3 separate regions of the Mus musculus genome follow, and all the other regions are linked to region 3. Evidence: chromatin contacts called from public Hi-C and Micro-C data. All regions are on one chromosome and are shown on one strand. Each heading gives the region's core, a stretch centred on a gene start, on an enhancer-like site or on the middle of the called end of the contact. The rest is flanking DNA. Distances are from core to core; before and after follow the strand shown. Region 1 holds the start of Cldn19 (claudin 19). Region 2 holds the start of P3h1 (prolyl 3-hydroxylase 1). Region 3 overlaps Gm36574 (a long non-coding RNA gene).

Evidence for each region. Hi-C and Micro-C count contacts between places; a contact is called where the count stands out from the background.
Region 1: a contact with region 3 is called in a Micro-C map of the G1E-ER4 cell line. The contact joins the promoter of Cldn19 here to the enhancer-like site in region 3. A contact is called at or near these places in 2 of 39 promoter capture datasets (the 3T3-L1 cell line and pre-B cells), 4 of 484 Hi-C or Micro-C datasets (B cells, the G1E-ER4 cell line and cortical neurons) and 1 of 115 datasets of contacts at active chromatin or transcription factors (astrocytes).
Region 2: a contact with region 3 is called in a Hi-C map of cortical neurons, with 4 times the contacts expected there. The contact joins the promoter of P3h1 here to the enhancer-like site in region 3. A contact is called at or near these places in 2 of 39 promoter capture datasets (the 3T3-L1 cell line and liver), 5 of 484 Hi-C or Micro-C datasets (B cells, the G1E-ER4 cell line, cerebellar granule neurons and 1 more), 2 of 115 datasets of contacts at active chromatin or transcription factors (astrocytes and forebrain) and 1 of 9 other capture datasets (liver).

What each region holds. Positions count from the first base shown.
Region 1 is chr4:119,253,437-119,256,851 of GRCm38.p6, forward strand. It overlaps Cldn19 (claudin 19), which reads left to right and starts at 2,033. Exons shown (of 5, transcript NM_001038590.1): 1 at 2,033-2,359. The coding sequence starts at 2,137. All of the region lies in intron 1 of Gm12927 (a long non-coding RNA gene), which reads right to left.
Region 2 is chr4:119,230,950-119,234,298 of GRCm38.p6, forward strand. P3h1 (prolyl 3-hydroxylase 1) reads left to right here and starts at 1,966. Exons shown (of 15, transcript NM_019783.2): 1 at 1,966-2,481. The coding sequence starts at 2,008. AU022252 (expressed sequence AU022252) reads right to left here and starts at 1,775. Exons shown (of 5, transcript NM_001012400.2): 1 at 1,634-1,775; 2 at 1,405-1,520. The coding sequence starts at 1,712.
Region 3 is chr4:120,378,735-120,382,164 of GRCm38.p6, forward strand. The region is part of intron 3 of Gm36574 (a long non-coding RNA gene); the gene reads right to left. Among named protein-coding and RNA genes, the nearest start is that of Gm36574, 17 kb to the right of the region's middle. Within about 2 kb of position 2,162, at least 116 of the 459 cell types and tissues checked have an H3K27ac peak or open chromatin away from gene starts, as enhancers often do. A contact at or near this core is called in astrocytes, cortical neurons and liver, where this site is marked.

The DNA.
Region 1 (3,415 bases), core at 783-3,282, 1.1 Mb before region 3:
TTTTTTGGGGGTGGTGGTGGATGAGGCAGGGTTTCTCAGTGAAGTCCTGGAACTCACTCTGTAGACCAGGCTGGCCTCGAACTCAGAGATCCGCCTGACTCTGCCTCCCGAGTGCTGGGATTAAAGGCATGTGCCACCACTGCCCGGCTTTTAATGATGAAGATGCTGAACTCCTCAGTTGTCTCATTAGTAGGGAGCAGCTTATGAGGCACTCCCATCCCTATCCCCACTCCCTCCAAAAGGCAGAAAGGCAAAGACATGGGGAGAGGCCATAGGAACCAGCACCTACACAGCCCAGTTACCTGCCTAGTTGGAAGGTCTGCCTTGAGGTTACCTGAGCCTTACTACCCCCAGGAGTCTTTTGCTTGTATCTCCTGCCTCACTCTGGGCTCTGGTAATCTCCCCTGTTTCCTTTGGTTCTGTTGTCTTATCGTTCATGGCAGGAGAATTTGAAGTCTGAACCATCTTTTCTGTCACCCTTCTGGCCCCCACTGCTATTTTGGGGATTGGCCAGCTACTCTAAGAAGCAGGTCCAGTGTGCACAAGAAGTCAGAGGGACCCAGTGTGTGGCACTGTCTACCAAACAGCACTCGCCCCTTACCCAGCTTCCCCCAGGTCCCTGGAGCTGAGCTGGAGCTGCAGGCCATACCAGGGGCCCACGCCCTGAGCAGGCACATAGGCTTGCCATTGTCTGAGAGTGCCAGGCACCCACGTGAGGAATGTAAGGCAGCAGGCTGGGGGTTTGTCCCTGCTGTGGGGGTTGAAGGTGTGGGGGAGGAAGCTGGCCATGTTGCAGCTCAGGAAAGGCAGTGGGATGGATGCAGGGGATGTAAGAGAGGTGGCTGGGAGGCTGGAGCGGGAGCAGGGGTGTGACATTCCTCCTGCACCCATGCCAAGCCTGTGGGGCTGAAATGAACGTGAGAGGATTGCTAATGAGACCCAGGGGAGTTAAACATTCCCTGCTCCCGAGGGCTGAGTGAGAAGGGGCGGGCAGGGGTCTAGGAGCGGTGAGCCTGAACCCCAGGAATGCACAGAGGCCCCTGCCCCTGCCAGGCTGTTCTGGAGCTAGGGGCCAGGGCCTGCTGTCTCAGGTCCCAGCAGGAGCTGCTGAACCAGCCAGCAAAGGGATTAACTGGCTGAGCAGTTCTTCTTCCTCCAAGTTCAGGACAGATGCTGGCGCAGATCTCCCCAGCTCCCCACCACGTCCTGAGGCTGGCAGACAGCTACCACTGGCCCAGTTACTGTGGGTCCCTCTTCTGACTCCTCAGATCGCAGACAGACCCCATAGCACATCTTCCCTGCTTTGGCCTCTCCCATTTTGATAGACATGGTTTCCAGGTACCTAGGACTCTTCTCCCCAGCAGCTCATATTTAACTGAGTCTCTGCACATCTGGCCTTAAAGCCCTGATCCAAAACTAACTCCAGGGGATCTAGGTCAGTGGTAGAGTGCTTGCCTAGCATGTACAACAAAGCCTGGTTTCCATACCCAGCACACACACACACACACACACACACACACACACACACACAGAGAGAGAGAGAGAGAGAGAGAGAGAGAGGAAGAGAGAGAGAGAGAGAGAGAGAGAGAACTCTATAGTTTTTTCCTGCTGTAACTAAAATTTCTTTCTTTTTCTGTCCTCAAGTCAGTGGGCAAGAAACCGCCGCTTCAGATCAGGCACTGAAGCACAGCAAAGCCATCCACTGAGCTGGTGCTGGGGAAGGGATTAGGAGAATCCCAGAGCACTGGAATCACTCCTAAAGGGGTTTCCCTGGTTAAAAGGGGGAAGAGTCACTCCTCCTAGCCCCTCCCTTCCTTACTATTGAGACAGGGAGGGCAGGGGTACCCCAGCTTGGATCCTAGGTTCTACCCTCCACTCCCAAGAAACTGGGCGAAAAGAGCTCTGCTGGGGACTGTCTGTGGGCGGGTTTTGGCCTTTTCCAGCCCCAAGGCCGCCCCCTGCATTCTGGAATCAGCAGCCACTGCCTCTGCTGGCCAGCCAGCCATCCCCTCTCCTCCTCTCCTCCTGTGCCACTTAGCTCCCCTTTTCCGGCTGTTCCTCTTACCATGACCACAACGCTCCTCCACACCCTGGCCCATCTCTGAGTCCTGGAACTCTCAGACTCCTACCTGGGCCATGGCCAACTCGGGCCTCCAGCTCCTGGGCTACTTCCTAGCCTTGGGCGGCTGGGTGGGCATCATCGCCAGCACTGCCCTGCCACAGTGGAAGCAGTCTTCCTATGCAGGCGATGCCATCATCACTGCCGTGGGCCTCTACGAAGGGCTGTGGATGTCTTGCGCCTCTCAGAGCACCGGGCAGGTGCAATGCAAACTCTACGATTCACTCCTGGCCCTGGACGGTAGGCCTCCGGTGGGAGCCGGGGAGGGGGCACTGACGGGGCACTGACTGGGCTGGGGAGGTTGTCGGCAAGCTTTTTCACAGCCTGTCCTTAGTGCTGGGTGGCACACTCCAGCCCCTGTGGGAGTCCCTAACTTCTGTCCTGTGTACACCGGAGAGTCCAGGCCAGTCAGGTCTCTAGGCTCTGAGGAGGCAGGAACACAAGAAGCTGGCAGCCTGGGCTCCCGGTCCTAATACCCACTCATTCAACCCTTGCGTTCTAATGTTCTCCTGTGTAACCAGGCCATTAATACACAGGGCATGGGAGGGTGGACTGAGATGAGGGTCTGGTTTCATAAGCCTGTTATCATTCTCCACTCCTCTTCTCTCCATATTCCATATTGACAGATATGTTTACACACACACACCGACACACACACACACACACACACACACACACGGACACACACACACACACGGACACACACACACACAGAGTCAGACACCATTACAGCTCTGACCTTGGGGACCATCGCACTTGCACTCCGACAGGGCTCAAAGTAGAGCCCACACAGTCAGTCCCACTCACACTGGTCCAGACAAACCACTGGCCTGCCTCCCTCAGGGATCTAAGTCTCCTGCTGCCTGGGGCCTAGAACTGACCAATACACTCCCAAAGAAAAAAGCATAGGATTCCATGATTGACAGGGACGATTGACAGGGTTGCTGCTGGGAACCAAGCTGGGTTTAGCTGGTTCTCAGGCACTTTCAGCTCTACCTCTGGTGATCCTGAGTGATACTCTGCCCCATCTCCTGCTGCTTGATTGAGGGTGTACCAGACCCAGGAGAAAGGAGCCAGTCAGGGCCGGTGGGAAACGGGGTCAGCAGTGACAATGACCTCACTCTGCCCCCTCTCCTCAAACACTCATTGTCTCTTCTCACAAGCAGGCAAGTGCTCAGGCCTCTTCAGGCTTCTACCCAAGCCCTTCCACGCCAGCTTCCTCTCATTTCAGGTCTAACACCTCCATTTTGCACCCCCCTACAACCCCACCACCCCACCACCCCTCTCCGAGTTCCC
Region 2 (3,349 bases), core at 716-3,215, 1.1 Mb before region 3:
CAGAGGTCCTGAGTTTAATTCCCAGCAACCACATGGTGGCTCATAACCATCTATAACAGGATCCAATGACTTCTCCTGGTGTCTCTGGCGAGAACGGCAGTGTACTCACATATATAAAATAAATAAATCTTAAAAAAAAAAAAAAAAAGCTGTGTTCTCTCTGTGGCTGAGTCCACTACCGTCACTCTGAAACTCAAAGTGTTGATTGCCCAAGATTTTGTCCCTAGCTACCTCCCTCCAATAGCAGCCTGATTAAACAAACACGTGATAGTCTTCTAAGCCTGTTTTTGAGCCCACCTCTCTTAAAAAAAAAAAAAAAGTAAAGTTTTAATTAAAAAGGTTTTTCTAAACATTTGAATTTTTCTTAAATACTACAACAGACATTTTTTGTGTGAGGGATTTTTGGCATGTCAATCATTAATTTTCTTGATCAAAACAAACTCTTGAACACGATAACTGCCAAATAAGCTAGTTTATACAAGAGAAAGAGAACACTAGAAGCTTTTAAAGCAGCCAGGCTCCGACACTGTAAAAGAGTCTTCAGGGGAAGTCTTGCTAAGAGAAGGAAACTGGAGTCCCACTTAGCCCTATGAGCCTCTCCACCTCAAAGATCTCATTTTACAGATCCAGAGCTCCAGAGAGAAACAATCAAAACCAATCTGTCAAAACTTCTACGGTCTTTTCCATTATTTTGCATATCTTCTTTATTTTACCTATTATGGAAACCGACGCCTAAGCTCTGGACATAGTAATACTGACTGTATCCACTGAAATTCACCATGTGTGACAGCGACCCTTGTAATACCCAGCCTTTGGGAGGCTGAATTCAAAGCCAACCTGGGCTATACAGCAAATGAAACTACCTCCAGTTTTATTGTGTGTGGTCTTTTTTTCAATAGGAATTTTACCCTGTGCCTTTTTGCATGCTGTTTTTGGTAGTGCTAAGAATCAAATTCAGGGCTAGGCAACAGTAAACTACAACCCCAGCAGTTTTTGTTTTATTTTGTTTTGTTTTTTTAAAAAGGAAAGAAAGAGCATATATTTAAGTTCCACAAGCTCCTGGGTAACAGATAAAGACCTTATGGGAAGCAGAATAAAATGTGACTATTTAAGAATTTGGTATAGAAGCCATACATTTAATCCCAGCATAGGGTTTTGGGGTTGGAGGGTGGGGGAGGAAGGTGGATCTGTCAGTTCGAGGCCAGCCTAGTCTATAATATAGAGAGTTCCATGACAGCCAGAGTTATGTAGAAAGGCCCTGTCTCAAAACAAACAACAACAGAGGAATTGGGATAGAGTGATCCTCTTCGTGTGAAATGGAATGGTAACTTCAGTACTGCCGAGTTCACAGGCTGTCCCGAGCCCAAAGAGGCAGGGTAAAGTACGGAGATGGCTATTCCTCACCTTCTGCACCTGCTCGGCGAGCGCCACGAGGTCTAAGGGGTCCCCGACCCGGTGGGTGTGGTAGGGGCTCACCAGAGCCAGGCCGCCGGGGGTCGGGGTGAGCTCCACCAGGGCTCCTGCGATACACACCCGAACACAGGCGTAAGTTGAAACCCTCAGCCTTCCGTGAGCCAGCAGGAAAGAGCCACCCGGCTGCGACCTCCTACCCAGGCAACTCAGTCCCACCTACCTCCAGGACCCGCCGCCTCCTTCACCCCCAGATTTCCCGTACCACTTTCGTACCGGCCGGGAACCCCGGGGTCCGCCATAACAGCACCTCGGTCCCACCACCCGCAGGGAGCTCAGTCTAAAGCGCAGGCGCACAACAGCTTGTGGGCGGGGTTTTCTCGTTCTCAGTCCATTGAGCTGTGCGCATGAGATTAGAGGCGGAGCCTCACGAAGAGTAAGTGTTTGGATTGGTTGAAAGCAAGAGGCGGTACAAGTTTCCTTGCCACGAGCTTCTGGACTTGGGGCGTGGCTCGTCTCTGGGCGTGGCTTCTGTGGGGGGCGGGACTCTGGAATGTGCCCCAGGCGAGCAGTCCCGTTAAGTGGAGGAGCAAGGCCATGGCGGTGAGCGAAAGGAGGCTGCTGGCAGCGATGCTAGCGGTCGCCGCCGCCGCCGCCTTACGGGTTGCGGCGGAGTCTGAGCCGGGATGGGACGTGGCAGCCCCTGACCTGCTTTACGCAGAGGGGACCGCGGCCTACTCGCGCGGGGACTGGCCCGGGGTGGTCCTGAACATGGAGCGGGCGCTGCGCTCGCGGGCGGCCCTGCGTGCCCTCCGCCTGCGCTGCCGCACACGCTGTGCCACCGAACTGCCGTGGGCACCGGACCTGGATCTCGGTCCGGACCCCAGCCTGAGCCAGGACCCGGGCGCCGCCGCCCTGCACGACCTGCGCTTCTTCGGAGCCGTGCTGCGCCGTGCCGCCTGCCTACGCCGCTGCCTCGGGCCGCCCTCTGCCCACTTGCTGAGTGAAGAACTGGACCTGGAGTTCAACAAGCGGAGCCCGTACAACTACCTGCAGGTCGCCTATTTCAAGGTGCGACTGGTCCGGAGCCCGGTGGCCGGGAGCGACCTGGGGAACTTGGGGAGCAGAGCAGGGATGAGACGGCAGGGAGGCAAGGGACCTCTTGGCTAGGGAGCTCTTGGCGGACTTTGGGAGCTTCACCCGGTTCTTATGGGCAGATGCTAACCCTAAAGGTCCAGCCAGTAGTGACAGCCCAAGCCAAGAAAAACCTGACCTTTTTCTTTTGGGAAGGCCTCCTAGAGGGAACCGAGGCGGCCGCTAGGGTCTCCCAGCAGTACTTCATTGCAAGTGTCCAAGTGCTTCTGCAACATCTTCCTTCCGGTTCGTTCTCCAATCATGCTTTCCCTGCTCCCTAATCCAACAGCAGCGCTCTTTCAGGACGTGGGATTGCCACGTCGCCAGCAGGGGCTGCCTGGCTCCGCCCTGTGGAGGACCCTCTAGCTAGTATTTTTGGGTTTTTTGTTTTTAAGAAAATGACTGTCTTTTGGGATGCCACAGCGATTTAAGGCCAAGTCAATAAGCGGGCTTGGAACGCCAGCCTTGTCTGCCCGTGATGACTGGTAACATATATTTCCAGGACTCCGTTAAAGCACTTTACGTTTGTTTATTGCCTCATTTGCCCTGATACATACAGTATCCTTTGAGTAAATGATATTAGTCCCATGTTAGGGGGGTGGGCTGCTCATGCAGACTACATAGCTACAACAGTTTCACAGACCTTTCAGTTCTACCTAAAGAAAGACTTAGAGGCTCGTGGGGACCTCAGATTTCTGCTTTGTCCCCTCGGTTCCTTCTGGTTACTGGAAAGCATGCTGGGATGACTGGGTTCTTACTGATTGGGTCATGCCACTTAATAGCACTACTTAAAATTCGTTGCCAT
Region 3 (3,430 bases), core at 912-3,411:
ACAAAATAGTGTAAAAGGACCCGAAGTCCACAAGACATTAATCCCACCTCAGAAAAGCTGCAAAAGAAAGTTCCAGAACAAAGGGGGAAATAAAACACTGTCTTAGGAATGACTCCATTGCCGACAAAAAGCAAGTCATGGGGTTATATGAAAACAACTTCAAAATAAAGCCAAGAATAGGGATTGTGAGATGGCTCGGTGGCAGTGTGTTGGGGGCTCGCTGCCAAGCCTGATGACCTGACTTCGATCCCCAAGCTCACATAGTGGAAGGAGAGAATCAATTCCTACAAACTATTCTCTAACCTCCACAAGTACAATGTAGCACACACATACACACACGCACGCACTAAATCTAAAAAGTCAGTAATAGCAGTCATTCATAGCAATAATATTAGATTATAAATTAAAGATGTGTAAACAGCAAGCATAAACCATTAGAAAACACTGACAGTGATAAATAGGACATATATGTATACCACTTAGATAACCTCGGGAGACAGAATAAATCCAATTGAATATGGTAAACGGCAGAATTAAGTATTTGGAGGCAAGAATTGAAGATTTCACTTAGGATGCAAGAGTCAAATTATAGGACACAGGAAATAAATAATGTTCTGGGGAAAGTTGGTTTGTACATAGTGTCAGTGAACAGCCTACATTCCCCTGAGTGACCTAAGCAGTCATTTAGGACAGCATCTCTGACCACAAAGCCGTGCTCAGTTTATAAAGGGGAAAGCAGGTAGCCCCAGAAAAGCTGCTGGAACAGCAGAAGGCATCAGCTCTTGGCTAAATGCTTTGGTTTCCTTTGAACTGGTGGGATAGTTAGGTTCCATCTGGCACTGGGTCCTTTTAATGGTTTGAATGAAAATGGCCCCCAAAGGCTCATAGGGATTGACATTATTTGAAAGGATTAGGAGATGTGGCATTGTTGGAGTGGGTGTGGCATTGTCAGAGAGTGTCACTGAGGGTGGGCTTTCAGGTTTCAAGTGCTCAAGCCAGGCCCAGTGGTCACGCTGTCCACCTGCTGGCTGCTGATCCAACTATAGAACTCTCAGCTACTTTTCCAGCACCATGAATGCCTGCACGTTGCCATGTTTCCTGCCATGATGATAATGGACTATATCTCTGAACCTGTAAGCCAGCCCCAGTTAAATGTTTTCCTCTATAAGAGTTGCTGTGGTCATGGTGTCTAGTCACAGCTCCATAAAAACCTTAAGACAGTTCATAGCCTTGTCTTGTCAGGATAAGAGTCAGTTGTATCCAGCAATAACTTGCTCATGGCCTAATCTTTTGTTAGTCTTTCCTTCCTGTCTCATGGGACTTTTTAGCTGTGTTTCTTGGGTCCATCCCTTCAGTAAACTGCTTGCATGCAAATCCTTGTTTCAGAGTTTGCTTTTGGAAACTGGAATGGAGATAAATAGAAAAGAACCATAGCTTAACCAAGATGCAACTTCCTTCCAGAGTGGTCCAGCCTTATGTAGTGTAGGACTAAGACAACTGCATAAAGTCTTCCAGTGCTGCCCCTACTCCAGCCAACTCACACATCTTTCAAATAGAAAGAAACAGGCCAAGGGCCAACACACTCATTTGCATTAAAGATGTTTCTCCAAGGCTCCTGGTTGCATTCAGTCTAGAACTACTGAGAGTGTGGCTTTATTCTAAGAGGCCATGCACCTAATTAAAGGATAGATTTTATTTGCTAAGGAAAGTGAGGTTAGGTACTGGGAAGCAAGTAGCATTGTATGGCCCTAGCAGCTCAGGGATGCAGGTTGGAAAGTGCTATAGAGGGGTTCCGGAACGGAGGGATTGCCAGAGAAGCAAAATTAAAGCGGCAAAGACTAAGACTTTTGCAGGATTAAAGGGGGATTTGAAATGCATACTCAAGGATGAATGAGAAAAAGAAAAGTAAGTCTACACTTTGCCTGGTGAAGCCGTTCAAGGCCACACTTCCTCATTCTTCATGTGGATGCCCTGTGCTGAGCCACTCAGACTCTTGAGCAGTGACCGCTGACTTCTCAACTCTGAGCTCCATGATGTCCTACGAAAGCTTGAAATCAGCCACCACGGAGAGAGACTGCACATTATCCTCAAACACTACAGAGCTCCCCACTGCTGAGAGCACGAGGCTGTGTTGCAAGAGTGAGTCACTGGCTGGAAGGCATGAACTCTCTGGGATGAGTGTGGGATTTGGAAGCAGTGGCCTTGGTTGGAGCCAACTCTCAACTATATCCCGTTGGGAAATGATTTAACTTCTTCCACTCAGTGTGATACAAAGCTAGGTCTGAGAGGGTGGCTGTGAATACTTCGTCTGCCAAAAGTGTGCCTCCCCCTTCCCAGAAGCAGAATGGCCTGACTCACGGTCCCCAGAGACCCTCCCTTCTTAGAAGCAAAAGAGTGAAACCTCTGGCTACAGATTTCGCCAGGTTCCTGGTCTCTCCTCTTCCTGAAAGGTCTCTACCGCCACCTATTGTTCATCATTTGTTTCTGCAGGCCAGCCTTTCTGGGGAGAATTGCTTGCTCCTGAAATGGCCTTAAGAAGAGCACTCAGCTAGATGGAGCCAAAGACACATTAGCTGTCCTAACAGTCACTGTCTGGCCTGTCAACAAAGCCTGCTCCCTGTTGCCCTCCAGCTCCCGCTGTGTGCCAGCCTTGCTGTGCATCCTGAGAGCAGAGGGCAGAAGGCAGGGACCCGTGTCTTCAGCATTCATGCCCCTTCTGGTGCAACCATTCTAATTCAGTCCTTAAGATGCAATGTGCCCTTATTCCTTATCTGGAAAATGGAAGCTGAAACCAGGAAGTAACATTCATTTAAGGTTACTAAAGCTACTAGGTGAGCAATTGAAGTAAGATTTGGTTTTAGAACCTCTTTCTACAAGTCCAAGTATCTAAAAAAATTATTATTATCATTATTATTATTATTATTGTGTCTGTGGCATGTGTGTGCACATGTGCTTATGTACAGCACACAATATGGAGGCCAAAGGACAACTTGCAGATATCAGTTCTCCGCTATCTTGTGGGCTCTGGGAATTGAACTCGGATTGCCAGGCTCATTGGTAAGTGCCTTTACCCTTTTACCCCGTGAGCCATCTCTCTGGCCCAAGTCCAAGACTGCTCTTTTCCCCACAATTGCATCTATCACAAACTAGGCATTGAGATGCGCAGTGGGTCTATGTATTAGGCTCTTTTAAAATAAGGAAGCAAAGAGGTCACTAAGCAGGGTCAGGAGACCCACACCCAGGGTCACATTGTCTCATTAGAACTGGCGAGTAATCTTAGTGACCCTCAGTGGTATTCAACGTCACCAGGAAAAAAGGACCGGGTCAGATGGTCTCAAAGGTTACCATAAACATGTGGTTGTGACCTCCAAAGATACTGGCAGGATAAACCAGTCTTTGTTATTTCATAGATGTGCCACCATGGGCAAGT